Linked DNA regions of Zea mays: regions 2, 3 and 4 are each linked to region 1. The links are chromatin contacts, called in public Hi-C maps. All regions are on one chromosome and are shown on one strand. Each heading gives the region's core, a stretch centred on a gene start, on an enhancer-like site or on the middle of the called end of the contact. The rest is flanking DNA. Distances are from core to core; before and after follow the strand shown. Region 1 holds the start of LOC103647382. Region 2 holds the start of LOC542622 (voltage-dependent anion channel protein1a). Region 3 holds the start of LOC103647380 (Histone-lysine N-methyltransferase H3 lysine-9 specific SUVH5). Region 4 holds the start of LOC100384601.

Evidence for each region. Hi-C and Micro-C count contacts between places; a contact is called where the count stands out from the background.
Region 2: a Hi-C map of leaf shows a contact between it and region 1, with 6 times the contacts expected there. The contact joins the promoter of LOC542622 here to the promoter of LOC103647382 in region 1. A contact is called at or near these places in 2 of 25 Hi-C or Micro-C datasets (ear and leaf).
Region 3: a Hi-C map of endosperm shows a contact between it and region 1, with 2.7 times the contacts expected there. The contact joins the promoter of LOC103647380 here to the promoter of LOC103647382 in region 1. A contact is called at or near these places in 2 of 25 Hi-C or Micro-C datasets (ear and endosperm).
Region 4: a Hi-C map of bundle sheath shows a contact between it and region 1, with 1.9 times the contacts expected there. The contact joins the promoter of LOC100384601 here to the promoter of LOC103647382 in region 1. A contact is called at or near these places in 2 of 25 Hi-C or Micro-C datasets (bundle sheath and leaf mesophyll).

What each region holds. Positions count from the first base shown.
Region 1 is chr2:181,979,157-181,983,214 of Zm-B73-REFERENCE-NAM-5.0, reverse strand. LOC103647382 reads right to left here and starts at 2,007. Exons shown (of 2, transcript XM_008671926.3): 1 at 1,405-2,007; 2 at 424-1,274. The coding sequence starts at 1,766. The coding sequence ends at 1,103.
Region 2 is chr2:181,508,641-181,512,698 of Zm-B73-REFERENCE-NAM-5.0, reverse strand. LOC542622 (voltage-dependent anion channel protein1a) reads right to left here and starts at 1,668. Exons shown (of 6, transcript NM_001112149.1): 1 at 1,531-1,668; 2 at 1,351-1,418; 3 at 189-299. The coding sequence starts at 1,576.
Region 3 is chr2:181,587,920-181,591,977 of Zm-B73-REFERENCE-NAM-5.0, reverse strand. It overlaps LOC103647380 (Histone-lysine N-methyltransferase H3 lysine-9 specific SUVH5), which reads right to left and starts at 1,831. Exons shown (of 3, transcript XM_008671923.2): 1 at 1,531-1,831; 2 at 1-1,328. The coding sequence starts at 1,319.
Region 4 is chr2:182,262,828-182,266,885 of Zm-B73-REFERENCE-NAM-5.0, reverse strand. LOC100384601 reads left to right here and starts at 1,891. Exons shown (of 1, transcript NM_001398818.1): 1 at 1,891-3,345. The coding sequence starts at 2,595. The coding sequence ends at 3,263.

The DNA.
Region 1 (4,058 bases), core at 758-3,257:
ATTCACATGAACTCGTTATGAAGGCTTCACATCGCTTGGCGCGAGTTGCTATATATGTCCTCTCATGCACATAGTTGGTGGTCTAGTTTTAGGCTTGTGAATACATGTTTAAATGAGGATCGACAAAGTTTTAACCAAACATGTTTGAATACATAGCATAAAACATAAAAACACGTGTTGTTTTGTTGGTGCTCATTTATGTACAATTTTTAACCTTTTTACCATTTAAATATGGAGCAGGAAGTGGTGAACTAAAGGGAAGGGGATGTGATGCGAGATTAGGTTGCAGTGGTTATCTTTTAAGGTGTGAATAGAAGAACATCGGGTTGATTATAAAGAAATATAATATTTTTTTTAAAAAAAATGTCGATGGTAGAACCGTGAAACCAATGGAAACCGCTGTTTCGTATAGTAGAGAAATAGCTAACGACTCTTGCAAAAATAATAAGACGGTTGTAGTATATACTACAATAGTACAAATGGTGATTTGTATCGGTGGATAATAATACCGCCATGCATCCCACAAGATTCTTCCTCAACACTGAAACTCACACTGTCTTGTTCTGATAATAACATGTTTGGTTATGGCGATGAGCCGATGACGACCCCAACAGCGACTCTGCTGTGGCGCGGCGCATATCTGCAAAGCTAGTGCGGCAGCCACTTTGGCCCCTTCTCCTTCCCTTCACTTTTAACTCCCCCCCCCCCCCCCCCCCCCTACACAAGTATACTCATGCTGCTCAATGAAATCAAGCTAAGAGCTACTTTAGAAATCTCAAATCCCCTTCGAGATTGGAGAGGATTGAGGTAGGAATGAACTTATTTCCTCTCGGGATTGGAGGGTATTATTTCTTTGCTTGGAGCTAGCTCTAATGGTACATGTAGATGTCTGTACGGCTTGCATGCATGCAGCGATCGATCCGGGTAACTAATCGATTGAGCTAAGCTGGTGGTTTATATAAATAAATAATAATATGCTGACTGGTATAGATGTGGTTGTGGACGAGTGATCGATCGATGATGAGCTTGCAGTTGCAGCTGCCTAGTCGAGGAGAAGCTGGCACTGGCAGTAGGTGTAGCCTCTGCGTGGGCGTGCGCCTCGTCATGCCGCGGCCACCGTGCCCCCGGCCTTGCCTTCGCCGGCGCGGCGGCGGCCGCTGACGACCTTCGCCGCACCCGCGTCCTTGATCGACGTCGCCGCGCACTTGTCCTTCCACTCCTCCTGCGTGATGTGCCGCTCCCTGCACTCCAGGCTGCAGAACGCCGCCTCGCCCCTGCATACAGGTATAGCCAATTAGCCATCCATATAGGTGAGCGGGGGGAATCGAAGAAAAAAAAAGGAGTTTCAGGACGCGCAGCCGCAGGTTCAAGACAAGAATAGCCCGCAGGTGAGCGAACACGTACTTGTACACGAAGGTGTCGCGGCCGGGGCCGAGACGGCGCCGGCAGAGCCCGCAGGCGCGGAGGAACGCGGCGGTCTCGACGGCCGAGTAGTCGGCCGAGTTGCGGCGGAGCCCCGCTTTTGCCGGCGCCGCGCGGGCGCGGTACGCCGCGATCCAGTCCTCCTGCGCTGCGGCGGCGCCGCCGCCGAGCGCGGACAGCCAGTCCTGCTGGTGCTGCCCACCGCCACGGCTGCTGCTGCTGCCGTTGTCGGGCAGCTGGGCCTCCTCGTCGTCCTCCTCCATCACCGCCGCGAGCGCGAACTCCGTCATGCTCGTGGTCCGGCGCACCGGGTTCTTGCAGTCCCGCTCCCTCTTCCCCACCATATCTCCTTTACCGCTAGCTCCAAGCAAAGAAATAAACGTACGTACGACAAGAAGACAGAGCTAACGCAAGGGTGCGGTGCGGTCGTGATGCTGCGACGATCACAGGAAGAGGCGCCGGCAATGGAAATGCAAGCACGAGCTCTCTTCTCTCCCTGTGTCTCTCTCGTGCCCGCGTGTGGTGTGGAGGACAGGACAGGAGAGAGGAGACGGGAAGTGGTGGGTGAGCTCTGTGCTGTGCGTGTGCGGGATGGAGAGGGCCGGGCCGGGGATAAAAGAAGGGGCGGGACGATCCCGGCCGTCGGATGCGTCCCGGTGGTCCGTCAGATCCACGTCAGCGCTGGGCCTCCTCCACGTCCCTGGGTCCTGGGGGTCGCTTTTGTCATTTTGTTCAGCGGGGGGCTCGCTCGATCAACGATCATTGCGGTTTTGTTCTCTTCGTGGCGCTCGGTCGGGGATCTGTCGCCGCTGCTGAATTTACTTCCTGTCCATCTCACAGGTTTTTACTAGCATCAGCTGTCAGCTTCGCTCGTTGATCTGCTCCAGCCATTCAAAACTATATAGTCTATTTTAAATTTTATTCTAGACTAAATTTCTTAAAACCGTATCTTTTATATGAAGTACATCGATATCTACGATATCCTCTTGTTTTGAATTCTACTTGGAATATGTTTTGATAGTATATTTTCTTTGAACATGTAAAAGTTAATATATATTATTTTTTTTAAAACAATAAACTTGGTCAAATTTGTTGAAGTTTAAATTAAAGTAAATTATGTTAAAATTTGAAACAGAGGGAGTTGATAGCATGACAGATTTTTCCCAAGCAAATTGCTCAATCAACAAATTCTTCGAAGTATATCTCATTATTTTTGAGGTAAAGTCACATATATTCAATTTTTTTGTTGCATACGAATTTACATTTTTTTCTCTCCTCCCTTTTTATGGTTCGGTGTGCATTATTAGTGTCAGCATTTTTCACAACCAATAGTTTTTGGTCAAAAAATCACAATGCTAGGCCTAAAAGTACTGTGATTATTTTCTTTGCAATTTGTAAGCTATAAGAGTACACGAGGGATGATCAAGATTTTAAATCGTGGGCTATGACATTTAGTACTCTAGAGGAAGCTATTTCATTTAGTGTTTCTATAGAAAACATGAATATTTTAATTAATCATGTAGGGAAACATGTGGTTAAGAATGATGTTCATGTTCTTAGTTGATTATGTAGGAAAACATGTGGTTAGGTAAATGTTGAGGATAAGTACTTTATACGTTCTAAACTATAAGACATTTTGATATTTTTAGATACATAGCTTTTTTAAGCACTTAGATATATATTATATATAGATACATAGTAAAACAAAATACCTAAAATTTATCAAAATATCTTATAATTTGAAACAGATCGAGTACATGTATAAGGATCTAGGAAACAGATTTCTAGGTCCATTACTAAACACCCATCAAAATAATCCACATACTCACAACTACAATCAATATTTAATTAAATTCCTTCAATGCTCAAAATCAACCAATTCAAAAGTTATCATATAGTTCAATGCATCATTTATCAACTAAAGATCACAACAAAGATGTAACACCCGGTTTTAAAGGACAAAGCCGGGTGCATCTCATACATGCGCCAAAGAAGACAACATATATAATAACAGAGTGTATAGAGATAAATGTCACAATAATCAGAGTACTTATTACATAGCGGAAGTCTTACAAAATAAAATATAAATATAGCAGGATCTAAAAACTATCCTTGGCGCCAGAAAGTCAACTGTGAGACTCCACCTAGATCGAATCGAACTCCTCGATATGCGGCTCCTCTTGAACCACCTGTTCTTCTCCTGTGGGGGGTGTGAGACAACAAGGGTGAGCTCACACATGATCATCGCTCAACAAGTTGTGGGGAATAATGTGTATGAACTCACCAAAGGTGGGAGTTCATGAAGTGTAAGGCTTACCAAAGGGAATGGTTAAAGCTGAGCATTGCTTTTAAAGTTGGTCAAAATTTTATTAGCAATTACTAGATGTAAGTAAATACCAACCATAATAATAATAGAACAAAATTAATAAATAATCCCATGCAAATGCACATGACAAATTGAATTTAGGTTCCATAAATTAATCATGTGAGGGTCCGAGCCGCTCATGACCGTGAGCACGGCTAGTATACTAGTTTTACACTCTGTAGAGGTTGCACATCTTTACCCACAAGCCGTGTTACCCATCTGCCAAGGGGTCATGAATCCCATACACCTCTACCAAGGAAGCGAGGCAGGG
Region 2 (4,058 bases), core at 419-2,918, 470 kb after region 1:
GGCAGATCAACTAGTTAGTCAGAGAGCAAATTGTTGACCACCATAATTAGCATGCTTGATAGTAGTTTGTCAAAGTACAATTATTAGTCTAGGCGATATCATAATAAATGAACATGTTGGAGGTCCATTTTGAGCAAGGGATGCAATTTCCAGGGGTTAAGTATATACATATACAGAGAGAGATTTACATTTGACTCCGAGTTTGCTTTCACATCTATGGTCATGTTCTTGTTCTTTATCTGTGATTGGATCTCGCCAAGGATCAGGTCAGCTTTCTTTGTGCTAGAAGCAGTTACAGCCTGCATGAAAAAGTAAGAGAGGATATTAAAATCATAAGAATATGCTAGCCATGAATGCAAATGACTCTAACATAGTAACAATTTTTAGAAGCATGTAGAACAATCAAACATATACACGCACACCAAAGGATTAATTGTTAAATCATGCAAGTGTTACCATTAAGACAAGAGCAATGAGCATACATAATTCCAGATTCCAATACATCAACGGAAATGCAAGTTGCAAAAGTCAATATGAGTTGAGAAACATAATTAAGGTAACAGCATAATTGGGGTTCAACACAATCTTTTTTCCAGGTGTTTGATACTTCGGTTATAGTTTTATTATTCTCATTGTTTTAGTTCAGTACAGATACATTTTTCCTACAAATCTAAAACTCATCAAAACCAGCAATTTACTCACATAGCAACCGTGGAAGGAAATCCAACGGCACGCGTTGACATCGCTCAGCTCCTTAATTATTCTACTCAATAACTGACTACCCACACTGTCCTCCCAGTATCCACATAGTGCAAACATGTGTAGCATCCCTTGAAAATTGAGCCCGACACCAGTTATGTAACTCGAGCTTGCTGCTATTTCACATCACCTCCAGTTTTTATTAGAAACACAACCGCGAGGGGTTCCACTGTCCCTTTTTATTCGAACCCTTTCCTCCACTGGTCATGACTCAAGAGGGTTTCTCTAGCAACCCACTTATTTAAAACTAGTGAAAGAGCATCACATGTAAATCACACATTGCCGAATCCTGTACTCTACATCAAAAAACCAACCAGCAGATAGACACAGAGCACAACTAATAAGCAGGGCTCTGCAGGAACCCCAATCTAATCAATAAATAATCTCTTGTGCTGGAACAGTCACTCGCTAAGATCGAGCAAGAGAATCCGAAGCCGGCAGACGAATCCAATAGAAGATCATGAACCCATCCCACAGCTACGTCAACCAGATTCATTCCAGTCCGGAGAAAGCACAAAGCAACGCCCTAGTAAAAGGACCGAAGCTGAACAAGAGGAAACGGGGTGTTCCGAAACGGAGCGAAGCACTTACGACGCCATTGGAGGTGTAGGTAGTGAGGGTGAACTTGTGGTCAGTCTGGTAGTCCTTGTACAGCAGATCTGCGGAAAAAGCGAACCAACAACAATAAGCAAACCAACAGAAGAGAATAAACCAGCGAACTGCACCCATGATCCCCAGAGCTTGAAAGGAATCCTTAGGACGGATACCCACCCCTGGTCTTCTTGCCGATCTCGGTGTAGAGGCCTGGCCCGACCATCTTCACGCCGGTGACGACGCGACGCGACGAGGTGTGGTGGCGTGGGGATGCTGCGGGGTGGGAGTTTGGGGGCAGGATGATTGGGAGGCGGCGGATAGGTGGAGGCGAAGCAGACGAGTGGGGGGAGAATAAAGGCGGACATAACCACGCCGTGGAGCCTGCCGTGTGGCCCCGGCTAAACCCTAGTTTATTTTCCTTCTCCTTCTGTGGGGAATTCTCCACCAGGTTCAGACTCCAGACATCTAGTACTCATCCTCAGGCTATCTTCAGCAACGTCCTTTAAATTTCATCCTCTAAAAAAATATTTTTCGTCCTTTACAGTACACTCTAAAATATTACATCCTCTATATCTCTACCATCTCCAGCAGCGTTCTCTAAATTTCCTCCTCTATATCCTATATTCTATATTTTTTGACAACTGTGGGCCCGACCCATGTTCCAATGTCGTTGCCTCCTCCTGTGAGCTCCTGGTCCCACGAGCTGCATGTGGGCCATCCTTGTCGTATCAGCACTATGCCCCTGCTGGCCGGCTGCGTAGCGGACGCACAGTGAAACGCTAAATGTAGCATGCGCAGGCAGCGTCCGGTATTTTACCGGAGGCTTTACCGTCCGTTGCTGGACCAACAAAGGAGCTCGGCGTCCTGTAAATTTGGCGTACAGAACCACATACAGGTCCTTGTTGGACACGGTCTCATGAAGTTATACACATCCCTATTTTCATACTTATATCTATTATGATATAAGATTCATCTCATACACATCCTTATTCTGATATAGGGTCTCAATGGGTCCTCATCCATGACAAGGAAAACACTATTAAATTATATTTCATATGACATTAACAGTCACACGGCACCTAACAATAATACACTACCAATAAATCTGACATTTAATAAAAAAATATGTTTAACCATACAAAACAGCAAAACACAAAAAAAAAACATATGGACTAGTGGATGGGACGGCTAGTGGCTGACCACCTAGGCTAGGTGGATGGGTGCTTAAAAGGGTTGAAAGAGATTAAGTTAGTTGAAAGAGATTGAGTTAGTTGTTGTGCTTATTATCTATTAGGACACACATTTAATTTCACTAGGTGAATATTACTCATGGTTAATTGGTTTTGGATGATTTCTTTCCAAACCCATTTCTGCTTACCTAATGGGTGAATATTTTGTCTCATATTTATACCAATGGGGAGACTTTTTGTCTGATATCCTAACCCTAATAAGGGATTTAGCATCGGTTAGCGAGTATTGGAGTCCCTATTTGAAAGGGAATTAGGCTTACACCTATTTCCTAATTGGTTTTGGTGGTTGAATTGCCCAACACAAATAATTGGACTAACTAGTTTGCTCTAGTCTATAAGTTCTACAGGTGCCAAAGGTTCACATAAGCCAATAAAAAGACCAAGAAAAGGGTTCAACAAAGAGAGCAAGGGATAACCGAAGTGTGCCCTGGTCTGGCGCACCGGACTGTCCGGTGCACCAGGGAACTCCAAGCTGAACTCATCACCTTCGGGATTCTCAGAGACGCTTCGCTATAATTCAACGGACTGTCCGGTGCTCCAGAGGAGAGCGACTCTGAACCCGCTAGCTTCGGGAATCCGCTCCGCTATAATTCACCGGACATGTCAGGCGGGCCCACAAGTCAGAGCTCCAACGGTCGGAACCCAACGGCCTGGTGACGTGGCTGGCGCACCGGACACTATCCGGTGGCGCACCGGACTGTCCGGTGCGTCATGCGACAGCAGCCTCCACCAAACGGCTAGTTTGGTGGTTGGGGCTATAAATACCCCAACCACCCCCACATTCAAGTCATCCAAGTTTCCCACCTTCCAACTACATTACAAGAGCTAGCATTCAATACAAGGCACACCAAAGAGATCAAATCTTCTCCCAACTCCACACAAAGCTTTAGTGATTAGAGAGAGTGATTTGTTGTGTTCATTTGAGCTCTTGCGCTTGGATCGCTTCTTTTCTTTCTCATTCTTTCTTGAGATCAAACTCACTTGTAATTGAGGCAAGAGACACCAATCGTGTGGTGGTCCTTGCGGGAACTTCGTGTTCCATTTGTTTGAGAAGAAGAAGCCCACTCGGTCTAAGTGACCGTTTGAGAGAGGGAAAGGGTTGAAAGAGACCCGGTCTTTGTGACCACCTCAACGGGGAGTAGGTTTGCAAGAACCGAACCTCAGTAAAACAAATCCACGTGTCACACTATTTATTCGCTTGCGATTTATTTTGCACCCTCTCTCTTGGACTCGATTATATTTCTAACGCTAACCCGGCTTGTAGTTGTGATTAAGTTTGTAAATTTCAGATTCGCCCTATTCACCCCCCTTTAGGCGACTTTCACTATTGACATCCCGGAGGGTCCACCTTAACTTAGTAGTAGTGGGTAGGGATGGATCCGGATATTTATTCGGATGTCATTTTTTGGTCTTCTTTCTTCGATTGTGAACAGCTAACATATAGAATTTGCTATG
Region 3 (4,058 bases), core at 582-3,081, 390 kb after region 1:
TTATTGGATGCCTCTATTGCTGAAGTTGGAAAAGCCGATTCTCCTAAAACTAAAACCGGAATTGCCACCAAGGCATCACCATTGTTGACAGGGGTGGCTTCTGAAGGCAACCACTCCCTATCTCCACTGCCTGTGGTATTAACAGCAGACATCCCAAAACTAGGAGCAAATGAGCGTATAGGTGAGACCTCCAAAACACCACTGTCTGCGGTGGTAACAATAGTCCTCCCACAGCCAGGTGGAAATTTGCGTACGGCTGAGACTGCCCTCCTCTTAGGCAGCGGATTCAGAGACGATTCCGACGACCACCGTTTTGTTCTGCTTCCTGCAATTCCATTTTCCTTTCCCTGTAACTCACCAGTGCCTGTTTTGTTTTCAATCTCTGTGAAATCATTAGCAGCAACCTCCTGCCCCATATCGCTGCTGCCACCACAGCCCTTCTCTGCTGCCACCAACAAGCCATCCCCCTCGCCACCGTTCTGCATAGAACTAGCACCAACAGTGGTACAGCTCCCCAGTACTTCTAACGTTGGCCCTGCCACCTGCACCACCCTGTCCCCTTGCTGACCATCCGATGACAGCTTGACTGCACCGCCCACCAATTGCACCTCTCCGTTCTCCCCACCGTCTCCATCCTGCCTAGCCCTCTCCGGCCCTGACTGAGGCAGGGCATGTGGGAGGGCGCTGCTGCGCGCTGCAGGCAAAACAGCTGAGAGATCGTCCACCTTATCATCCTCTTGGTGAGGCAGGCCGCAACTCTGAGCCACAGGTGAAACGGCGGCAGGATCAGCCACCTCTTCCACCTTATCCGACCCCTGCTGCCGAGGCGGGGCGCCATTCTGAGGCAGAGGCGAAACTGTGGCGGCGGCGACGGCCTCCTCCACCTTATCCGAACCCTGCTGCCGAGGCGGGGCGCCGTTCTCAGGCAGAGGCGAAACTGTGGCGGCGGCCTCCTCCACCTTATCCGACCCCTGCGGCCGAGGCGGGGCGCCGTTCTCGGGCAGAGGCGAAACTGTGGCGGCGGCGACGGCCTCCTCCACCTTATCCGGGCATCCGTTCTGAGCCGAAGGCGAAATGACAGCGGGGGCGGCCTCGTCGTCGGCCCTGCCGCCGACGATGGTGAAGGCGCCATCAACGCCATTCACCTCAGGACCTGCCGCGGCCGGAGAGGCCGGCGCGGGCAGAGGCGCAGGGAACCGACCGCACCCGGGCGGCCAGGACCGCTTGGCGGAGACTCTCGAAGGTGTCAACCTGCGCGGCGGTAGCCCCGTCGCGGCCTCGACTGGCGGCGCCGGCGGCTTCACACCGGCCCCGGGCATCCCAAGAACCTGCAAAATCAAGATCGAAATTAGAGGACGGATCTCAATCGAATCGATGGGGCACCCGTAAATAACCGCAATCAAACCCTAGAACCCCCATCCCACCCCCATCACTGAGTCCGCATCACGGCATCAGGCAAACATTTTTCTTCTCTTTACCTGATAGCGCAACCAAAGGAGGAGGAGGAGGAGGGGCGCGCGATGGGCTCACCTTTCTTTCCCCCCGATATGAGCGAGGGGCCGGCGCGAGATTACTCTGCCACGGCGAGTTTGCGCGGAGAAAGAGGAGGCCGCAGGGGAGGCAGGGAGCGGATCTCTCCCGAGGAGGAGGTTGGAGTGGAATGGGAAGTGGTGAACGGGAGGGTGTCCGCCAGCGCCAGGCAGGCACGCGCGCGGCTTCGCGCCCTTGGAGACTGGACGCTTCAGTTCGGTTTTCCGGGCTCGGGGGCGTCCTCCGGTTTCTGGCTATGGATCACTTACTAGTGGCGAAGCCAGGACCAGGCTATCAGTATAAAACCGAATATAACATTAAAAATAATGTATAGGTTTTTAGACACTAAAAGCTAGCTCTTTTGACAGCAGTCACAGCTAACCATACTGGCTGGTATATGGATCTTTAGAGGCTATTTAGTCCACTGGCCATAGGTCGGTCTCCGCCCCCTCTCTTACCACCAAACCAGCCATAAATGTTTCTGGTATGTTTGAGTCTTATTTGAGCTATTTTTCATATAGAGAAGACCTATTTGATTTTGTGTGTGTCGTTACTTTTCATTATGTCAAAGTTGACCTATTCTTTTTTTAAATTATATATATAGGGTGATGGATCTAACATTCCATCACCTGGACCACCATCACGCGTCTACCCACCCGACCGTGTGGCTCGGCTCTCTTTATGCCACACGTGGCTCCTTTTCCTACGCTGCTCCCTTTCACGCCACGCGCGGCTTGGCTCTCTTCGTCCAGTAAAACATTAAGTCATTCTTGTTTTTCAAGAAAATATTAAGTCATTTTTTGTTTTTCAGACATTCTTCGTGTTTTCTGAGGCATTTCTAATTTTTTTCAGCAATTCCAGATTCTAGGCAACATTAAGATATTTTTTGTTTTTTCAATCATTTTCATGTTTTCTCAGACATTCCTTGCTTTTAGTTCAGCCATTGTACGCAACATTAAATCATTCAATTGTTCAGGCAACAGTAAGTCATTAAGCGCCATGAAAACATTAAGTCATTTCGAGCGCGTTAAGTCATTCGAAGAGGAGGTGGCTCGGCTCACGGTAACTATGAGAAAAACCAAGATCCCCAACGAGCTATCACATTCGGGGATGGAAATCAAGGTTTGGTCAAAGGATTGGGTAAAATTGCTATATCACCTGACCATTCTATTTCCAATGTTTTTCTTGTAGATTCATTAGATTACAATTTGCTTTCCGTTTCGCAATTATGTCAAATGGGATACAACTGTCTATTTACTAATGTAGGTGACACTGTCTTTAGAAGAAGTGATGATTCAATAACATTTAAGGGAGTGTTGGAGGGTCAGCTATACTTGGTAGATTTTGATAGAGCTGAACTCGACACTTGCTTAATTGCTAAGACTAACATGGGTTGGCTATGGCACCGCCGACTAGCACATGTTGGGATGAAGAATCTTCATAAGCTTCTAAAGGGAGAGCACATTTTAGGATTAACAAATGTTCATTTTGAGAAAGACAGGATTTGTAGCGCATGCCAAGCAGGAAAGCAAGTTGGTGCTCACCATCCACACAAGAACATCATGACGACCGACAGACCACTGGAGCTCCTACACATGGATCTATTCGGCCCGATAGCTTACATAAGCATCGGCGGGAGTAAGTTCTGTCTAGTTATTGTGGATGATTATTCTCGCTTCACTTGGGTGTTCTTTTTGCAGGAAAATTCTCACACCCAAGAGACCTTAAAGGGATTCTTGAGACGGGCTCAAAACGAGTTCGGCTTAAGGATCAAGAAAATTAGAAGCGACAACGGGACGGAGTTCAAGAACTCTCAAATTGAAGGCTTGCTTGAGGAGGAGGGTATCAAGCATGAGTTCTCCTCTCCCTACACGCCACAACAAAATGGTGTAGTGGAGAGGAAGAATTGAACTATATTGGACATGGCTAGAACCATGCTTGATGAGTACAAGACATCAGATCGGTTTTGGGCCGAGGCCGTCAACACCGCCTGCTACGCCATCAACCGGTTGTATCTACACCGAATCCTCAAGAAGACATCATATGAACTCCTAACCGGTAAAAAGCCCAATATTTCATATTTTAGAGTCTTTGGTAGCAAATGCTTTATTCTTGTTAAAAGATGTAGAAAATCTAAATTTGCTCCTAAGACTGTAGAAGGCTTTTTACTAGGATATGATTCAAACACAAGGGCATATAGAGTCTTTAACAAGTCCTCTTGACAAGTTGAAGTTTCTTGTGACATTGTGTTTGATGAGACTAACGGCTCTCAAGTAGAGCAAGTTGATCTTGATGAGATAGGTGTTGAAGAGGCTCCGTGCATCGCGCTAAGGAACATGTCCATTGGGGATGTGTGTCCAAAGGAATCCGAAGATCCTCCAAATGCACAAGATCAACCATCCTCCTCCACGCAAGCATCTCCACCAACTCAAAATGAAGATGAGGCTCAAGTTGATGAAGGAGAAGATCAAGCAAATGAGCCACCTCAAGATGACGACAATAATCAAGGGGGAGATGCAAATGATCAA
Region 4 (4,058 bases), core at 642-3,141, 280 kb before region 1:
TGCCACTAACTAGTACGGGAGCATGCCTGAACAACAATAATGTGAAACCAGATGATTCCGGAGAGGTGATCAATCATTATATGTTTATTATCTTTTTTTTGTTTAGGGGAAAAAAGGTTACAGATACTTAGCTAGAACTAAAGAGTAGATAGCGTGGTACCGTGCACACGTACTGGTGACGTACGTAGACATGGACGACGTGAAGCTTGAGAAAGCGCCGAGTGTGATTCTTTAGCAGCTAGCTATACAGCCTATACTAGTAATGTGGCTTAGGATATAAAGACTTGTACGAATTGCAATCAAGCCATCAAGTGCAGAGATCAAATGCGATCCCGTCTTGAATGTAGAATCCAAACGGAGCTGACAGCGCCCATGGGTCTGATGAACGCGAGAGAGAGAGAGAAAAAAAGTACCTGTCCATCTGAGTGCAATCGAGTGCAGGGAAGGGCGGGGACACATGCAACAACTGGTTACCCCACACCTCCCTCCATTCCTCCTACGGCCTAACCTAGCTGATGGCCCCCGAAAAACACATCACGTGCTACCAAAAAAAAACCTGGCACGGATTTAAAAAGATCCACATCGGCATATCGCCTCCCTCACACACACACACACTCATCAGTGACAGTGAGCCGTGGCGATTGAGGGTCGCGGGTTGATTAGGACCGTGACGGCCCATCACGTGCTGCGATCGTTTTTTTTATTAATGCATGCCGCGGCTAGCACGGCCAGCCCGCGGGAGGTACACGCCACACGCGCGCGCACTCCCATTGGTCTCCTCCCCAGACCCCCATCCCCTCCTTCCTTCTCTCCTAATCCCCTCCCCGGCCCCCAGCCCCCCACCAATCAATATCCATCTTCGTCTTCCTCCCTCCATCTCTCAACGAACCGATCGCTCTCGAGAGTGGGGTGGGGTGGTTAGCGTTAGCTACTTCGCTTCCATCCAAGAACCATCCATTCCGAAGCCGGTAGGCGACCGCCACCGCCGATCTATCGCTTTCCGACTTTTTTTGTAGCCAAGCGTCTCCCCGCCCTTGCAGTCGCCGTCGGCTCCTTTGGGAGCGCGCGGCGCCTTCGCGTGCAAGTAGCGGCAGGTGCGGTTTGCATGTACACGCAGACGAGAACTAGTACGTATGCATCGGCAGTTTGGTGAGCGACGGTTGGGACCGGTGGAGCTACTAAATTCGCAGCCAGGAGGGAAACTTGGCGCCGGAAATCTCGCCGTCAATCGCTGCCGGCCCGCCGCCGGTGGGGATTACTTGTTTGCACTCATGTTTGGGACCGGGCCCCCGGGATTACGCACCAAATAAAACGGAATCGGCGCGGCGAGCTCGACAGCAACTGCAGCTTCGACTCGTGCACAGTGCCGGCGACAACACATGACGCTGGAGAGCACTGGCTGGACAACAAGTAGCTTGTACACCTAGTTGCTTTGGCATTGAAATTGCCTCTCTCTCTCTCTCTCTCTCTCTATGTGTGTGTGTGTGTACGACAGTATCTATGATGCATTATTTCATTTGCACGTCTAAATCGTGTGTGATTATAACTCAAGAATCTAATCTAAAGTGAGATCATGCCGATGATGAGCTACGTTTTTAATGTACAAAGGGGGGCTACAATAACTGCATCATCAGCAAACAAGTGATTAATAAGTAATAAAAGGTATAAGGCCAAAAGGCTAATCAGACCTTTGTTTGTTATGCATGGCGGATTTGGCTTTGGTTCGTCTCCGTAGGCGGCCCCGTACCTCAGCAAAGCATGCATCCCCTACTCCGATGTACAAATCCACGGATCCAGGCCCTCGCCCCGTCCCGGCCTTCCGGGAGCGCCGGCACCGCCGTCGGGTGGCTTGTCGGCGCTGGCTGCGCCCGGTGACGAGGTGGCGGCCGCGCCGGCGTGGGAGTAGTTCAGCTTGCAGCTGCCGCCCGCGACCACGCCCGACAGCTCGTCGCCGCCGTGCCCGTGGACGTCGCTCCTTGGGTGGTGCAAGTGCAGGCCCTCGGAGCCCAAGAGTCCGCCGTGAAAATCCGATGGCGACGGCGCCGGATCGTGCAGTCTGGACGCCGCCTGCCCGAATCCACCGTCCGCCGCGCCGAAAATGGACTGCGTTGACGGCTGCGAGTCCAGGAGGTTCTGGAAGGAGAGGTAGCTGCTGCTGGGGTCCTGCAGCCGGAGAAGCGCCGAGGACGTCAGCTGCTGGAAGGTGTCGGGCGCGACAGGGTTGGAGGGTGCGGCGGCCGTGCCCGTCGGGGCACTGGCATTGGCGGCGCCTAGGTTGGATGAGGACAGCGTGGACGACGACGACGACGACGAAGACGCCGTCGTGAAGGGCGGGAAACTGGAGGACACGGTCGGGAGCTTGTGTGGGAAAGGGCGCAGGAGGTACGGCGGCAGCGAGGCCGTGGCGTCCGCGGCGGAGCGCAGGGAGGAAGGCGGGGAGAAGATGTGGTCGAAGCGGGTGCGGAGCGACGCGGCGGGGCCCCCGACCCCGACGCCCGCGCCGAAGGGCGGGGACGGGATGCCCGTGAACTCCTGCACCATGGCGCGGAAGTTGGAGGTGTCGGTAGTGAGCACCGTCGTGGGCGCCCGCCGCGATGCGCGCGTCCGCTTCCGCGACCCCCTCGGTGGCTGCGCGAGCGCGCCCATCGCGGCGCCCTGCCCCGGCGCCGGCGCCGCCGCCACGGTCGCGTCACCAGCCTGCTGGCGCCCGCCCGAGCCCGAGTCGGGTTGCGCGACGAGCGGGGACGAGGAGGAGGATAGCCCCGAGGTACCGGCGAACGACCCAGATGACCAGGTACCCGCCTGCTGCTGCGGCAGCGGCAGCGGCGGCGCGGACGTCAGCTCTTGGAGGCCGAAGTAGGAGCCGTGGAGCGAGAACGCGGCGGCCGAGGGGGACGGCGACGGGCGGAGCAGTGCGGAGAGCGGAGAGGAGTCGACGCCCCCTCCACCGCCGCCGGCCCGCGAGTCGAACTCGTCGTCGCCGCCGCTGGACGACTGGAGGCTCCCGCTGTTGCCGGAGTCCATCGGGACGCCACCGCAAAGCGCGAACCCACCAACCCTTGGCTTCCCCTCCACTCCCTCTCCTGCCCCGCTTCCTGGTGGTGCAACTCCCCAAAAACAACCAACAACCACCACAAGGAGCTAAAAAGGCCGGATCTTCCACTCCGGGACTCGCTGATCAAGGAGGGACGAGTGGCAGGCGCAGAAAGAGGAGAAGCTTTGCGTCGGGCCGGCGACGCGGTATAAAAAGGGGAGGGGAGTAGTAGAAGAGATCGGTGAGGGAAGCGAGAGCAGGAGAGGAGAGGAGAGGAGGGGAGGAGACGGCTGCTGCTTCGGAGCACGTTCCCGTAAAAGGGACGGCGACTGACTGACGGGCGGGACGGGCCGGTCCGGAGGAAGCTATCGTTGGTTTGGTCTGGTATGTTGCTGTGCGCGAGTGCGACCTGGCTGGCCGGGACCGGGAGTGCGTGCGTGGTGTCCGGGACTCCTCCGGGTCTGGGGAACAGCGTCGCTCCTCGCCCAGCCCATAATTGGTCGCCGGGGGAAAAGGAAAAGGAGCGGAGAAAAGGCTGCGTGCGCGGCAGCTGACGACGGGCCCGCTGGCTGCCATCCACGGGCTTGTTCCCGTCTGGTCTGCCCGCCACCGCCAGTTTGTCCCCGGGCCAGGGCCTTCGTCGACTGGTCATTGTAGCTAGCTTGCAGTGCCCACCAATGATGCGAAGCAACATGTATCTCTGCTGCTAGGCAAACATTAGCTCACACAAAAGTTAAGCTGACACTTAAAGTAGAATAATCTAATTCTTTTTTACTTTTTAACTGCAAAACAAGACACTATGTATATGCAAACATCCGTCTACTGAATATGAGATAAATAAATAAAAAAACACCAACATATATAACAACTCTGCCTAGCTAGGTTTATTTCCTTCATCTAACAAAGCCACTTACCACAGATAATTTTGACACGCCAGACGACGCTGATTTCACAGTGAAAAAGTTGAAGGTAGAACTTTCGGGATACGTACCCGGATATGTCAAAAAAAATAACACAGTCTCCA